Linked DNA regions of Oryctolagus cuniculus: region 1 is linked to region 2. A link is a contact called in public Hi-C data. All regions are on one chromosome and are shown on one strand. Each heading gives the region's core, a stretch centred on a gene start, on an enhancer-like site or on the middle of the called end of the contact. The rest is flanking DNA. Distances are from core to core; before and after follow the strand shown. Region 1 has its middle 85 kb from the start of CDC5L. Region 2 has its middle 160 kb from the start of CDC5L.

Region 1 (7,406 bases), core at 4,544-7,043, 72 kb before region 2:
CCAAGGACTTGGGCCATCCTCCACTGCCCTCCCGGGCCACAGCAGAGAGCTGGACTGGAAATGGAGCAGCTGGGACTCAAACCAGCACCCATATGGGATGCCGGCACTGTAGGCAGTGGCTTTACCCGCTACGCCACAGCGCCATCCCGGACTGGAAGTTTCTAAGAAGTTATTTTCCTTTATTTTTTTTCCAAATTTATTCTATTTATTTGAAAGAGTGTCAGAGAAGCAGAGAGAGAGGGAGAGAATCTTCCATCTGCTGACTCACTATGCAAATGGCCTCAATGTCCAAGGCCAGGAGGCCTGGCTGCGGGCAGGAGCTCCCCCGTGGGTAGCAGGAGCCCAAGTACTGGGCACCTTGGCCGGGAGGCTGGGTCAGACGTGGAGCAGCTGGGACTGGGACAGGCACACCAACATGGAATACACAAACTGTGGGCGGCGGCTGGGCCCACTGTACCGCAAGGCCCACCCTAGCTATGTTGTTGAGTCAGCATTGCATTCCACTGGGTGTAATTATTTATTTAACCAGATCAACAATTGATTATCTAGATACCGATCAACGGTCTTCTCTCTGCCATAGTGGTGACTTCTTCCCTGGGGGCCGGCCCGGAACTAGCCCTGGGCACCTGGGAGCCGGATCCAGGTGGCAGATGGGACCAGCACCCAGTGCAGACCCTTGGCCCTGGAGGCAGGTGATAGCTGGCAGGTGCTGAGGCCTCCTGTGTGAGGGCCCTGCCATGAGGCAGGGAGTGGACAGTGGGCAGCCCAGGGGAGGCCTCTGAGGGCCACGTGTATACTTCTATATACTCCCCAATAGTTACTTCTGCCGGCCGCCTTGAAGAGAGACCCAGCTGTTTGCTCTGGGATCGAAGCAAAACGAAAAATGAGGATTCTGGATAATGCCGTGTCAGGGTTGAGCACAGTTCCATTGAGATCTGTGCTGCGTTCCTGGGACCCCCGGGGGTCCTGAAGAGGAGCCAGGTCACGGGGAGAGGTCTCTGGAGGCAGAGTGGCTGCGGGAGGCAACGGTGTTGAGAGCACGCGCATGGCCTCCCCAGGGACCCAGGGTCTGCGGGCTGCAGGGGCCCGAGGGCCAGGGCCACCCGGCGAGTCCGCCGCGACACCGGGCGGGAGCGGCCAGCAGGTGTCGCTGCTGCTCCAGCAGAGGGCGCGGCTGAGCCCTCGGGCGCCCGCACCGCCGGCTTTGTTCCCAGTTTGCTTCCTAGTGTGCTTGTGGCAGGCAGCGCTGGAATCCTGTTCTCTCCGCTTCTCTGTTGTTCTCCAAGAGTCCCCATGGGGGGCTCTGCTGGGCTGCTTGGGAGCGCTCAGCACCGTGGGACTCTCTGGCCCCTAGAGAGTGCCCGCTCTGTCCCGAGGAGGTGGGCTGGGCTGGGCCCACCTCCTCACCAGTCTACTTTATTTATTTGAAATTTTATTTGAAAGGCAGAGAGACAAGACAGAGAGATCTTCTGTCCACTGGTTCACTCCCCAAATGCGGGAGACAAATCAGGGCCAGGCTGAAGCCAGCAGCCAGGAACTTCATCCTGGTCTCCCCCATGGGTGGCAGGGGACCAAGTCCTGAGCCATCCCCTGCTGCCCCCCAGGGTGTGCATTAGCAGGAAGCTGGGTGGGAAGTGGAGGAGCCAGGCCCTCCAATGTGGGGTGCAGGTGGCCAAAAAGCAGTGACTTCACATCAGCGCCCCCAGCTGTTCCTCTGGACTGCAGCAGCTGCAGGTGGGGCTTGCTCCAGGCTCCTCTGAGTCATGGGAGACAAGGAAGCAGCTCTCCTGTATGGGGCTATGGCTGAGTTCCAGTTTGCCCAGCACCCAGGGGGCTCCTGGTGTGCAAGACTCTGTGTTAAATCTGGAAAGTCCCAGACAAGCCAGGACAAGTTGGCTACCCCAGCTGGACAAAGCCACTTTCAAGCATTATCTCATTTAATCCACATCGCCAGTAATATGGCCAGTTCCAGCCACGCTGCGGCTCACTAGGCTAATCCTCCGCCTGCGGCGCCAGCACATCGGGTTCTAGTCCCAGTCTGGGCGCCGATTCTGTCCTGGTTTCCTCTTCCAGTCCAGCTCTCGGCTGTGGCCTGGGAGTGCAATGGAGGATGGCCCAAGTCCTTGGGCCCTGCACCCACATGGGAGACCAGGAGAAGCACCTGGCTCCTGGCTTTGGATCAGTGCAGTGCACCGGGCACAGCATGCTGGCCGCAGCGGCCATTGTGGGGTGAACCAACGGAAAAAGAAAGACCTTTCTCTCTGTCTCTCTCTCTCTCTCTCATTGTCCACTCTGCCTGTCAAAAAAAAAAAAATATATATATATGGTCAGTTCCACCGTAAAGAAGAAGGATCAGAGCTGCCCAGAGCCTTGGGATGGGCTGGGATTTGAGTGCAGCACCACCTGGGCTGTTTGTTTATTCATTTGTATGTGAAAGGGAGACATTATCTTCCATTCACTCCTGTGTTGCTGTGGATTCGTTCTGAGAGGAGGAGTGTGGTGAGGGCAAGAGGCACGGAGTCACCACACAGACCCCGGGAGTCAGGTGAAAGCAGGCCAGAGGCGATCAGCCTGCAGACTCATTTATTTCAGTTGGTACAGCAGCTTATATAGCTAAGGCAGCCAATCCAGTCAAGGGGCGGTTTATGCCATAACCAATCACAGGCTGTTGCCAGGCAGTATCTGAAGCCATCCAATCACAGCCTGTTGCCAGGCAGGCTCTGTTGCCAGGTGGGTTTGGAAGCCATTCCTGAGTAACTGATGGCTGGCTTGCCAGAGGCCATCTTGGCATGGCCTTCTCATTCCACCACACTCCTGTATTCCTCAAATGCCCACAAAATCCAAACCTGGGCCAGCCTGAAGCCAGGAGCCCAGAACTCCATCTGGGTCTCCCACATGGTGGCAGGGACCCAAGTATTCAGGCATCATCTGCTGCCTCCCAGGGTGCTCCTTAACAGAAGCTGGATCAGAGAGAGCACCCTGCTGTGGCCTGGGAAAGCAGCAGAAGATGGCCCAAGTCCCTGGGCCCCTGCACCTGTGTGGGAGACCTGGAGGAAGCTCCTGGCTTTGGCCTGGTTCATCCCTGGCCATTGCAGCCATCTCAGGAGTGACCCAGCAGATGGAAGACTTCGCCCTCTCTCTCTGGCTCTCCCTCTCTCTGTAACTCTGATTTTCAAATAAATATATACATCTTTAAGAAGAGAGAGAGAGAGAAAAGAAATGGAGCGGTGACTCACTCTGGCATGGATGTGGGTGTCCCAAGGAGGCAGTGGCTTAACGTCCTGCACCACGATGCCCGCGGCGCCCCGAGTTCTCTCTGAGGCTGTCTCCACAGGCTCCTGATGCCTCTAATGTTGGGAGCTGAGCAGCGGCTTCCGTAGACAAATCGGGGGTGGGGACGATGATGCTGTGTGTCGTGCTGCCCGCCTGAGCCCGGGCAGCAGCCCAGGAGCCCGCCCGGGAGGGCGTGGAGGTGCCGGGGAGGCAGTGGGGTCAGGAGCGGCGAGGGAGATGGGGTGGGGGGGCAGTGTCGCTGGGCCAGGCGGCAAAGCACAGGCCGCAGGAAGCACGCGCTGGGCAGGCCGAGGGGCGCACCTAGGCTGGTGAGAGCCCCACCCAGAGGGCCCGCTGAGGGCTGGGGTTGGAGTGGGCGGGGCAGGGGCTGGGTGAGCATTCGCTGGGGCCTCCCTCGCAGGGCAGGCAGGGGCAGCGTCCTTGTCAGTCACCAACGGTGTGGGTTCTGTGGGACAAAGACTCAACCTGTGCGTGGAAACCCAGCGCAGTGATTCCCAGGGTGCTAGGTGCAGTAGGTGAGCGCCACCTGCTGGCCGGTCTGAGGCCCAACGGGCACCGTGCTCGGGGCTGCTGTTGGGGAGATAATCCCCGGCTCTCCAGGCCCTGCGGGAAGACGCCCCCAACAGGTCACCGCAACCAGATGAGTGACAAGCCCATCAAGATGGCAGGCCAAGATGCCAGCTGTCCACTCCTGGGATCTGCACGTGTCTGCTGGGCAGGGCCGCTGATGCCTCCACAAGTGAGATTTAGGGGAAGGGGCCCACTGTGTGTGTGTGGGGTGGGGGGAACACAGCTCTGCAAGTGGAACTCCGTCCCCTCCAACCTCCTCAGCTGGACATCCTTGTTCAGTGCACGAACTACACAACTGCACATGGCAGTTCTGTCCACAGAGGCTGTGTCCACAGACTGATGAGCCCTTTGGGAGGGGGTTCATTAGAGTGGGCGCAGGAGCAAAGCTGCAGAGGTCTGGGGCATGGGTGATGTTCTTCCCATCTGTTCCCCTGTCTGCACAGAGTGGCCTCCTCCGCCTGGGGAGCACCCAGGAGAAGTTATTCGGGAGGACGGGTCGGGGGAGGGATGGCTTGCTGGGTGAATGGATGGCATGTGCAAGTGCCCAGAGGCCATACAACCTCCAGTGGACAGGACAGTAGGAGGTGGGGAGTTGGCCTGTGGGTGGGCCCAGGTGCTAGGAGCCAGGCCAGGGAAGGGGGCTGTGGGGACGGCCAGGTGGGGTGGGGGAAGAGACCCCTTCTCTTTTCTAAGGCTCCTCCAGAGGTTCACTCCCACCCCACAGCTCTGATGCCCCAGGAGCCAGCATCCTCCACCCTCGCTCTGTCTTCTGCTGGAAACTTGCAAGTAGAAGTGGGAGCCGTCAGGGGATAGCGTTGTGTGCAGTGAGCTAAGCGGCCGCCTGTGACCCTGGTACCCCACACCGGAGTGCTGGTTCAAGTTCCAGCTGCTCTGCTTCTGATGCGGCTCCCTGCTAATGTGCCAGGGAAAGCAGCAGAGGATGGCCCAAATACTTAGGCCACGGCCACCCATGTGGGAGACCAGGATAGAGTTCCAAGCTCCTTGCTTTGGCTTGGACCAGCTCCAGCCATTGTGGCCATTTGAGGAGTGAACCAACAGATGGAAAACCTCTCTCTCTCTCTCCTGACTCCCTCATCAATCTGCCATTCAAGTAAAAGAAAAAAAAATTTTTTTTTAAAATCTACTACGAAGCAGGAGTCTTCCTCCGAGGCAGAGATACCAAGGCTGGACAAAGGGGTCATGGCTCCACATGCCTGCCTACCAGGACTCCCCCGGGGCACGCAGGCTGCTGGGGTGGCCTGGGAGGAGCCATTGCAGGCTCCGCCCCTGGGCAAGCCACACCCCCTCCCCAGGGACGACCACCTGTGTAAGGGCATGGCAGCCCTGGCCCACCCAGAGGCTGGAGCACAGGCGGTGCCAGGGCCGCGATCGCCCGCTTTTCCTCCTGGTGGGTGGCAGCCGCTCAGGGCCGCCTCCCGCCTCCTGCCCACGTGGGCGAGAGTGCGCACTTGTATTTGGTTTGACACAGCCAAGGAATGCAACTATTTTCTCTTAAAGTTCGCTTTCTCCTTTTGGAAGGTGCAGGAAGGAGGCTGGGAAGGGCTGCCTTGGCTGCTGCCGCCGCTGGGGCAGAGACGGAGGTGTGCAGACAGGGACCGGCGGCCAGGCCGGTGGGTCCCAGGGGCCGACCCCCTAGGCCGGGCTGTTCTAACAAGAACTTGAACTGACCCGAACGACGACCCCCAAATTGGAAAACACTGCCCTGATTCACTGAACCCGAAACCGAATCCAAATATTATTATTTTTCGTCTGAACTCTGAAGTGAACTAATGTGTTTTTCTGAAATGCCTAGCAAACCAGTTGGAACTAGACACAAACATATGTGTTTTCTGAAACTATTGAACCTGAACTTCAGGATCCTCTCGCGCCCGAGGCGGAGTGAGGCGGCGTTTGCTTGCGAGTGGCCTGCTGGCGTGCACCGCCGGCCCGTCCAGCCTCCTTTAGGGCGGGAGGAGTGGCCATTTGTCCTGCACTTGGCTTTCACGCCTCATTTTTGAAGATGGAGATAGGGTTTGCATGGAGCAGACTGCGGTTACTGCCCAGGCACCGCGCTCAGAGTTGGGCCCATCTTGGCGAATGCAGTTACTTGGAGAAATCCTCCCTGCACCCAGGGCTGGCCACGGCTCCCCGACGCCAGCAGGGACGGCTCTCTGCCCCCTCCCTCTGCCCAACAACCCTGCTCTCTTTTCTGTCCCCAGTTTGCTTTCTCACTTGAGGCCTCTGAACAACCCCTTGGAAGCAAAGGCAGACAATAAGAGGAAACCCATTTTATGGATCAGAGAACTGAGGTGCAGAGGAACACACACATCTTGTTGGAGCCCACAGAGTCTTAAGGATGAGCAGAGTTAGAGCCACCCAGGTTTCTGGCCTCCTGGCCCCCTCTTTCCCTTGTGTGGCACTTGGCCGAGCCACCCCTGCGGCCCCCTGGGGGCGCCTGTGCCTGGTCTCCAGCCTGCCTGCGGGTGGCTGGCTGTCGCTGCCTCCGGCTGCCCGTGTGTAGGCAGAGCAGCCGAGCGGGAGAACAGGGCCCGGGTTCCCAGGCCGTGTTTGCTGGGGAAGTGCTTCGCAGAGCCTGCGACAATGCTGTGTTTGAGTTGCAGGCGATTGTGTGGTTTGGGGTGTTTTGCTCCTGGTTATAATCCAATAAAGAGCAGCTGCTGAGATTCTTCCAAGAGCCCCGCTTGCAACCGCCCTTGTTGAAAACGCTCTAATTTATTTCAGTCGCTGGTGGGAACACCAGCCGTGGCTCAAAACAAAGGCGTCCTGTGCGGATGCAAGGGGCCCTGGGCCTGCTCATGCTCACCCCGGAGGCCGGGAAGATGGCGCCAGGCGCCAGGCTTGCAGGTATCTGGAGGCAGGAGAGGCAGGACGCTCACAGCCCCTGGCGCGAGTCTGGGTCCGAGCCGCTGTTCTTCATGGCTGGGCGACTTCCCACGTGCACCGCCTTCGTCATTAGTCAGTTACACCTCGGTATGAATGAATCCTTCCTTCTTTGTGTTTAGATGTAGCCAAGCCCCGGCCACTGAGCAGCAGGTACTTTGCATCCGAGGATTGATTGAGAGAGGGCGTCTCAGAGGAAGAGGCCTCCCTTGGGGCCCAGCTGGTGGGGGGGTTCTGGGCACTTTGGGGTGGAAGGAGCGCGGATTCTCTTTCCTCAGAGGGAGTAAGGGGAGACCCCGGGGCCCACTTGCTCCTGGCCATCCACGTTCCCCTGCTGTGTCTTCCACACTGGCGCTGGCACTGTCGCTCCACTGTAGCCCTGAGCAAAGGGGATGAGGACCGCCTGACCATGGCTGAGGTTCCATCATGCCGGTTGCCTTTCTTCTTGGGGCTCACAGGGGCCTCCTGGATTGTAAATGCAGGTGGGGCGGGGGCAGCGGTCAAGCCGCCACTTGGCGTGCCTGGGTTCAAGTGCCGCCTCTGCTTCTGATCCACCTCCCTGCTAACGCTCACCCTGGGAGGCGGCAGACGGTGGCTTAAGGACCTGGCTCCCTGCCACCATGTGGGAGATCCAAGTGGAG
Region 2 (6,960 bases), core at 1,299-3,798:
TGGTGCCTGGTCCCTTTCGGTAGCCCCCTGTGGCTGCCACGAAGATCTATGGGTTTAATCAGGCCCCTGACAGGTAAAGAGCCTAACAACCAGGACAGTTTGTTCTCCCAAACTGTTGAGTATCTAAGCCCAATGTTTACTTTGGAACTGAATGAACAACATTGTTCTGAGAAAGGAAATTTCAAAAAGCAGGCTTGTAATTTGCAGGAGGGAGGAGAGCAGACCTGGGGCTGGCCACGCCCACCAGAGGCCCCGGCCCCCCTCCTGCAAACCCTGGCTGTGTTTTGCTGCTGTTTTAGTCCACACCGCAGCTGACCGGCTCATCCTCCTGGCCCTGCCAGTGCAGATCTGGAAGAGAGCTGGAGATGCCAGGAGAAGTCACTGCTTCAAGGCAAAAGTGCTATTATTTTTAACTCGTTTAAAAATCAAAACCAAATGCCATGCTATTCCAAAAACTGTGAGACCCATTGAGACCATTGCATGAGGGCTGAGTGTCTGGGAGGGATGACGGGCAGAGGGTCACCTGCTTTGCCCTCCCCGCCAGCTCGGGACAAAGCGACTTCTTATCAGAAACCCACGTGGGGAAGCCCAGCAACCCCACAGAATGTAGCCCTCTTCCGTGCTCAGAGAGGTCCATTTAGCTCGAGGTCCTCGGGTGGGAGAGAAGGGACAGTTCCTTTGTACTCAGGGGCTGTCTTTGAAGAGAGGCCAGTGAGGGTGTGGGGCTGAGGCTGGCGGCAGTGGGCACGCTCCTCAGCCAGGGGGTGCTGGAGGACCAGCCTGGGTCCCTCAGACAGAAGCGTCCAAGAACTCCAGAATCCAAACGCCCTTCAGTCTCTCACTGGTGTTGGCCCCAAAGTAAGACAGGAAGAGGGGGACAGTTCCTACAGGGTCCGGAGAGCTGGGGGACCTCACCCTCACTCCCTGGCTCTGGCCCTGGGCTCGAGCGGGCCCCTCACACTCTCGCCTTGCCTTTCCCATCCTCCTCCGTAAACCTGTGTCTCACTGCCCCCTGCCGCCAGCCACCTCGGATGCCTCCAATTAGCTAATTGACGGCAGAGGCCACGGGGAACAGGGCAAGGCCTGGTTAGCAGCCAAGTCTCGTTACTTAGCTTCAAAGTCGGAAACTCCATAAAAAGTTCATTGGCAGAGCTGATTGTTCCAGACTGTCCCAGCGGAACTGAATCCACCCGGGGACCCCAGGCCTCCTGTTTTCATGTGTGGCAAGAACGCGTGTGTGGCACTGGCCCACGGCGGGTGCGGGGGTGCGAGGTGGGGGAGGCCAGGAGCCCTAGACCCCGCTTGCATTTTCTCTTCTGTTCTCAAACTCTTAAAAATGACCAAAGAACTAAAACCACACCATGCAAAATTTGGAGAACAAGGAAGAGGAAAAAAAATTCCAGAAGTCTCCACTTTAATACCACAATGCATTTTCTATGCATTTTCTTAGGTGTAATTTTTATATGCTACTAATAGCATAGGCATTCAAAACGAGCCTGGTTTTTGCTTTTTGATTTTATGCTTTCGCTAAGCGTGGAGTCAGGAGCATTTTTCTGTCTCTCCTTGAATGTGGCTGTGTGGTTATCTGGAGATGCAGACTGTTACACATTGAAAGTTCTTATTAAAAAAAAAAGATTTATTTTTTAATTTGAAAGGCAGAATTACATACATAAAGGGAGAGAGACAGCAAGAATCTTCCATTTCACTCCCTAGACGGCCACAATGACTAGAGCCGGGCCAGGCCAAAACCAGGAGTCTTCCAGGTCTCCTGTGTAGGTACAGGGGACCAGGCACTTGGGCCATCTTCTGCTGCTTTCCCAGGTGCATTAGCAGGGAGCTGGATTGGAACTGGAGCAGCCAGGACTTAAGCTGGAGTCCATGCGGGATGCTGGCATGGCAGGCCGCTTCCCAGTAGCTACTACACACCACTGGTCCCTACAGTTCTCGGTTTTTATAAATAACACGAACAAACATATATCCTTGTGGTGGCGTCTTGGTTGTTTCCCTTTATTAAAAAAAAGGTAATTTTTTTTTCTGATGGGAAGGGTAATGCCTTTTGATTTTGTAGAAAGTGTGGAAAATCCGGGAAGGAACACAAAAGGTAGCAGAATCACCTGGAACTGTTCTGGCAGGAGAGAATGTCCGTGGCCTTGGCGGTGTGTCTGTCCTTCACGCATGCGCAGAGAAGGAGGCGCTGGAGCAGGCTGCACCGTTTTGTAGGTCTCCAGGGGCAGGAGGACAGAACTGGCCACGGGGACAGAACTGCAGGGGAGCTCCAAGGTGTGACACGCGTGCCTTTGACACCCAGTGACATTTTCATTCGGAGTGAGCGCGCCTCCTGGGGCGGCCCTGTGGCTGGTCCCGGTTGGGCAGTGGCGCGCGCTGGCCGGTGCGCCGCGGTGGCCTTGCCTGTGGACTGGTGCGTGGTCAGCCCGCAGCGCCAGGGCAGGCGCGAGCGAACGCGCGCTTTCTGCCTTTCTTCTGACAGGAGTGGCGCGGCCCTGATTTATGGCCGCACTTCACGGGACACTGGTAAACGTCCCGGAGTATATTTAGTAGGCGAGATGGAGTCCCAGCGCCTGCGGCCCTCCCCGCAGCCCCGCTAATACATTTCCTCCTGCGGGCGGGCGGCGGGCTGTGGGCTGCCGAGGGGCGCCCGCGGCGGGGCTTGGCTTGCGGGGCGCGCGAAGCTCAGTGCCAGGCAGGACGTGGGGGAGAGGGGCAGAGGAGGGGCGGAGAGCGCAGCCCGTAATTGCGCCTTTCCTCGCGCGGCTCGGGTTTCAGGCCGCGGGCTGGGGACGCTGGCTCTTTTTTGACTACCGTTTCCCCAGAGTCTGAAGATAAAGCATGGGATGAAAGCAGCCTGGGGCAACTGAGAGGGGCTGAGTGGGGGTGGGGTGTGCGGGCGCGCCCAAGACCTGCAGGGGGAGGGGCGGGCGGGGAGGGCCCCAGGGCTGGGGACAGGGAAGGGGTTTGCAACAAATGGCTGTCTTCTCCCCACCCACACAGGGGTTCATTCTTCAAAATTTTGTAGAAAATTGGAATTAAAGGGTAAGTTTATTTTAATGCAGAAACATTTTGGAATCCCTGCGTCCTGCTGTGCGTTTTCCCTGAGCTTTTTGCGTTTCCGTGAGCTCATGTATTTGCATGAGCTCGTGTATTTGCTTCAGCGTTGGATATTCTTCCTTGTGTTGCTTCCACCCCTGCATGTCAGCAGCGCCTGCCAGCCCCACGCCAGGTTCTGGGGAAGTGGAGATGAGGAGCAAACCACCTGTGCCTCAGCAGGTCCAGTTCTGAAACCTGAACCGGAGCCGGTACTTCCTGAGCGCTTACTGTATACGGGCCTGTTCTGCTCGCCTCCCTTAAAACCCAAAGAGTGGGCCGGTGCTGTGGCATAGCCGGTAAAGCCGCTGCTTGCGGTGTGGCCATTCCATATGGGCGTGGTTCAAGACCCAGCTGCTCCACTTCCCATCCAGCTCTCTGCTGTGGCCTGGGAAAGCAGTGGAGGATGGCCCAAGTGCTTGGGTGCCTGCACCCACGCGGGAGACCTGGAAGAAGCTCCTGGCTCCTGGCTTTGGATGGGTGCAGCTATGCCTATTGTGGCCATCTGGGGAGTGAACCAGTGGATGGAAGACCTCTCTCTCTCTCTGTTTCTCCTTTCTCTGTGTAATTCTGACTTTCAAATAAATAAATAAATCTTTTTAAAAAAGTTTGTATTTCAGTAGACAGAATTTCCCCTCGTATACCATGGGGAGTTGATCCATCTTCAAAGAATCAGAAAATGGCAATGATCAGTATGACGGTACCTCGAAAAGTTTGTGGAAAAATATAATCAGAAGATAAGCCGGGGGTCGGTGTTTGGTGTAGGGGTTAGGATGCCGCTTGGGATGCCTGCAGTCACATCAGAGCGCTGGATTGGAGTCCCGCTCCTTTCCTGACCCTTGCCTCCTGCGGATGCGCACTCCGGGAGTTAGAAGGCGAGAGCTCCAGCACTCGGGTCCCTGTTGCCCACCTGGGAGACCTGGATAGAGCTCTGGTTCACGGCTTGGACCTGGCCCCACCCTGGCTGTTTATGGGCATTTGGGGACTGAATCGGTGTATGGGAGACCTCTCTCTCTCTCCCCCCCAACCCCCTCTCTCTCTCTTAGCATGGCATGGGCCTTCCAGTGCAAACGTGGAGAACGCAGATGAATGTGTGAGCAATGGCAGCACAGCCATTGTGGGCATCGGAGTCCAAACTGCTGTGTCCCGGTGGGGGCAGCGGGGAGGGCTTTAGCATTCTGGGGCTCCTGTGGGAATTCCCAAACTAAAAGCAGTTCTAACTGCCCTCTTCGTGGAGGAGTAAACCTCACAAAATATGGAGCTTGCAAAGAAAATGCTTGGTCTGATTCCATGCCAATCGCTTTCCATATTGATTTGTGTGGGCGTTCTTTTCTTTTTTTCTCTCTCTCTTTTTTTAAAGATTCACCTATCATTTGAGAGGCAGAGTTCTAGACAGAGAGAGGGAGAGAAAGATCTTCTATCTGCTGGTTCACTCCCCAGATGGCTGCAACGCCCAGAGTCGGGCTGATCCGAAGCCAGGAGCCAGGAGCCTCCTCTAGGTGGGTGCAGGGGTCCAAGGACCCAGGTCATTCTCCACTGCTTTCACAGGTGCATTAGCAGGGAGCTGGACTGGAAGCAGAACAGCCAGGACTCGAACTGCCATCCGCCTGGGACACGGGTGCTGCAGGTGGAGGCTCAACCCACTGAGCCACAGCGCCGGCCCCAAGGCGCTCTTTCCTAATCAGGTTCCCCTGCGCTCCTGGAAGGGCAGCCCCAGCTTACTGCAGGTGGGTGCCCCAGCAGGGCTGGGGAAGACCTCTCAGATGGGAACCAGGGACCTCCGTGTCACCCACGAGTAGTGGTGCGTCCCATTTCCGGGATTCTGGTGCAAAAGAGGGAGCCTGCAGGAGGTGAGTGGACCTCACCTCCCCAGTCCTCACAGCAGCCCTGGGCCCTGGCCATTTTCTAGATGAAGAAACTGAGGCATTGAGGAGAGCCAAGACTCAACAGGGCTTGGTGGGAAAGCACCATGCAAGTACAGAAGACCGTCTCTGAGCGCTTCTCTCATCCAACAGAGTGGAAGCCAAGGCCCCGTGCCCTGAGTGGACATCAAGGTGCTCAACCGGCTTGTTCCACCCCTGTCTCTCTCCCCCGCTCTCTGTTGCAGGAACAGCTGGAGATGCCGAGGGAGGGAGTGGTGGACAGAACACAGAATGGGGAAGACTGGGGGATCCTGGCTTCCGTTACTGGCTCTGGCACTCACAAGGGCAGGAATGAGAGGACAAAAGCAACTCCTCCTCTCTGAGCTTCCTAATCCATCTGGGCCTGGAGAACCTCTGGGGAGGCCGACTCCTCCTGCAGACCCAGAGTTAGAGTCCCCTGGTCAGGAGCCCTGTGTGCCGAGCAGCCCGCAGTGAGCTCCTGTACTCGTGAGGGTGGACGAGAGACGCGGCTGGGAGAGCATTCGTCACCCATTCCCCGCTCAGCCGCTGGGTGTTCTCAGTAGCCGCTGACTGATGTGTGGGGTTTCTAAGCCTTTCAAACCCAGTTGCCTTGTGATGAGCGTGCAGAAAAAAATACCTTGTGCCTTCTCTTGATGCTTTGTGAAGTGTCAAAATAAGTGAAATGATGACTTCAAGAAAAGTCAGTGGTAATTTTAGATCACGCTTTCTCCAAATGTCTCCAGTCCCCTGGGGAAGCCGATAAACACAAGGCAGGCATGAAAAATGCTATTTTTCATTCAAGGCAGGTGTGGAAATTGAGTTTGTCAGGCTTTGCTGGGGCGGTGGGCGAGAAGGAGCAGCACCCCCTCTCTCTGCATCCACTGCTCGTGCGGGCAGACCTTCAGGGTTGGGCTGGGGAAGTGAGTGGTCTGTCCGGGCCGGCCCCAGCCAACAGTGCCCGGTCACCAAGCAGAGGCTCTGGATGCAGACCATGTGCGATTGCAACCCACGTTCCTTTTCTTTTCCATCAATATTTCTTTTGATTCTATTTTTCATGAACTTTTTTTTTTAATTTGAGAGGCTGAGAGAAAGAAAGAGAGAGAGAGAGAGAGCGAGAGAACGCCCATGTGCTTGTTTACTCCTCCAAATGCCCACAAAAGCCAGGGTTGAGCCAGGCTGAAGCTGGGAGCCAAGACCTCAATCCAGGTCTCCCACGTGGGTGGCAGGGACCCAGCGACTTGAGCCACCAGCAGGGAGCTGGGCCGTGGCACTCTGATGCGGGGTGTGAGGTGTCTTAGCTGCCCTGCCAATTGTCTTGACATTGCTGTTGTCACTATAAGCATTCCTGGGCCACACTGCACTCTAACTTTGGCTCCGGCTTCTCTGTGGGAGCGAGCGTGGATGACTAAGGCGGTATCTCTCTGTGCGTCATCTGTTCCCGCCCGCTGCTCGAGCTGCCTCCATTATTCTTTTTTCCTTTGTTGGCCTGATTTGAGCCAACACTTCCTGGGTGTCCGTGACACAATAGGAATCTTGAGTAAATCCCTGTCCTTAAGGAATGTACGCGGCTGCAGGAGGCTGGGCACAGGTAAATGATGAGGTGTTGGGAAATGACCAAGTGCCTTAAAACGCGGGCTTTCCATCCAAGGTAACTATTTTTCCAACCTTCTCTTCCAGGCGCTAAGGCCAGAACAAATCTGCCTTAATGAGGGACACGGGCCATCATCGGACCTCTTTGAACATCAGTTGACTTAAAACCAAGGTTGGGTGAGACAGGGCTTAAAGCTCCTTCCAGGTCTGGTGGAGGGGACTGGAGATGCTCGTGTTGGCCCAGGGACAGGGCCCTCCACTGGTGGGATCTGACTGTCCCTCGTCCCCAGAGCCTTCTGCTCCTGGGTTAGTCCCAGCACCCCGTCTGCCTGCTTTCTGCGGCACTACCTGACTCCCATGCTTTCCCAACTCCTTTTTTTTTTCC

What was found. Hi-C and Micro-C count contacts between places; a contact is called where the count stands out from the background.
Region 1: a Hi-C map of an unstated tissue shows a contact between it and region 2, with 1.7 times the contacts expected there. The contact joins two enhancer-like sites. A contact is called at or near these places in 2 of 6 Hi-C or Micro-C datasets (ear pinna and an unstated tissue).

The regions. Positions count from the first base shown.
Region 1 is chr5:125,651,793-125,659,198 of mOryCun1.1, reverse strand. No RefSeq gene overlaps it. Among named protein-coding and RNA genes, the nearest start is that of CDC5L, 85 kb to the left of the region's middle. Within about 2 kb of position 5,793, at least 1 of the 8 cell types and tissues checked has an H3K27ac peak or open chromatin away from gene starts, as enhancers often do.
Region 2 is chr5:125,576,964-125,583,923 of mOryCun1.1, reverse strand. No RefSeq gene overlaps it. Among named protein-coding and RNA genes, the nearest start is that of CDC5L, 160 kb to the left of the region's middle. Within about 2 kb of position 2,548, at least 1 of the 8 cell types and tissues checked has an H3K27ac peak or open chromatin away from gene starts, as enhancers often do.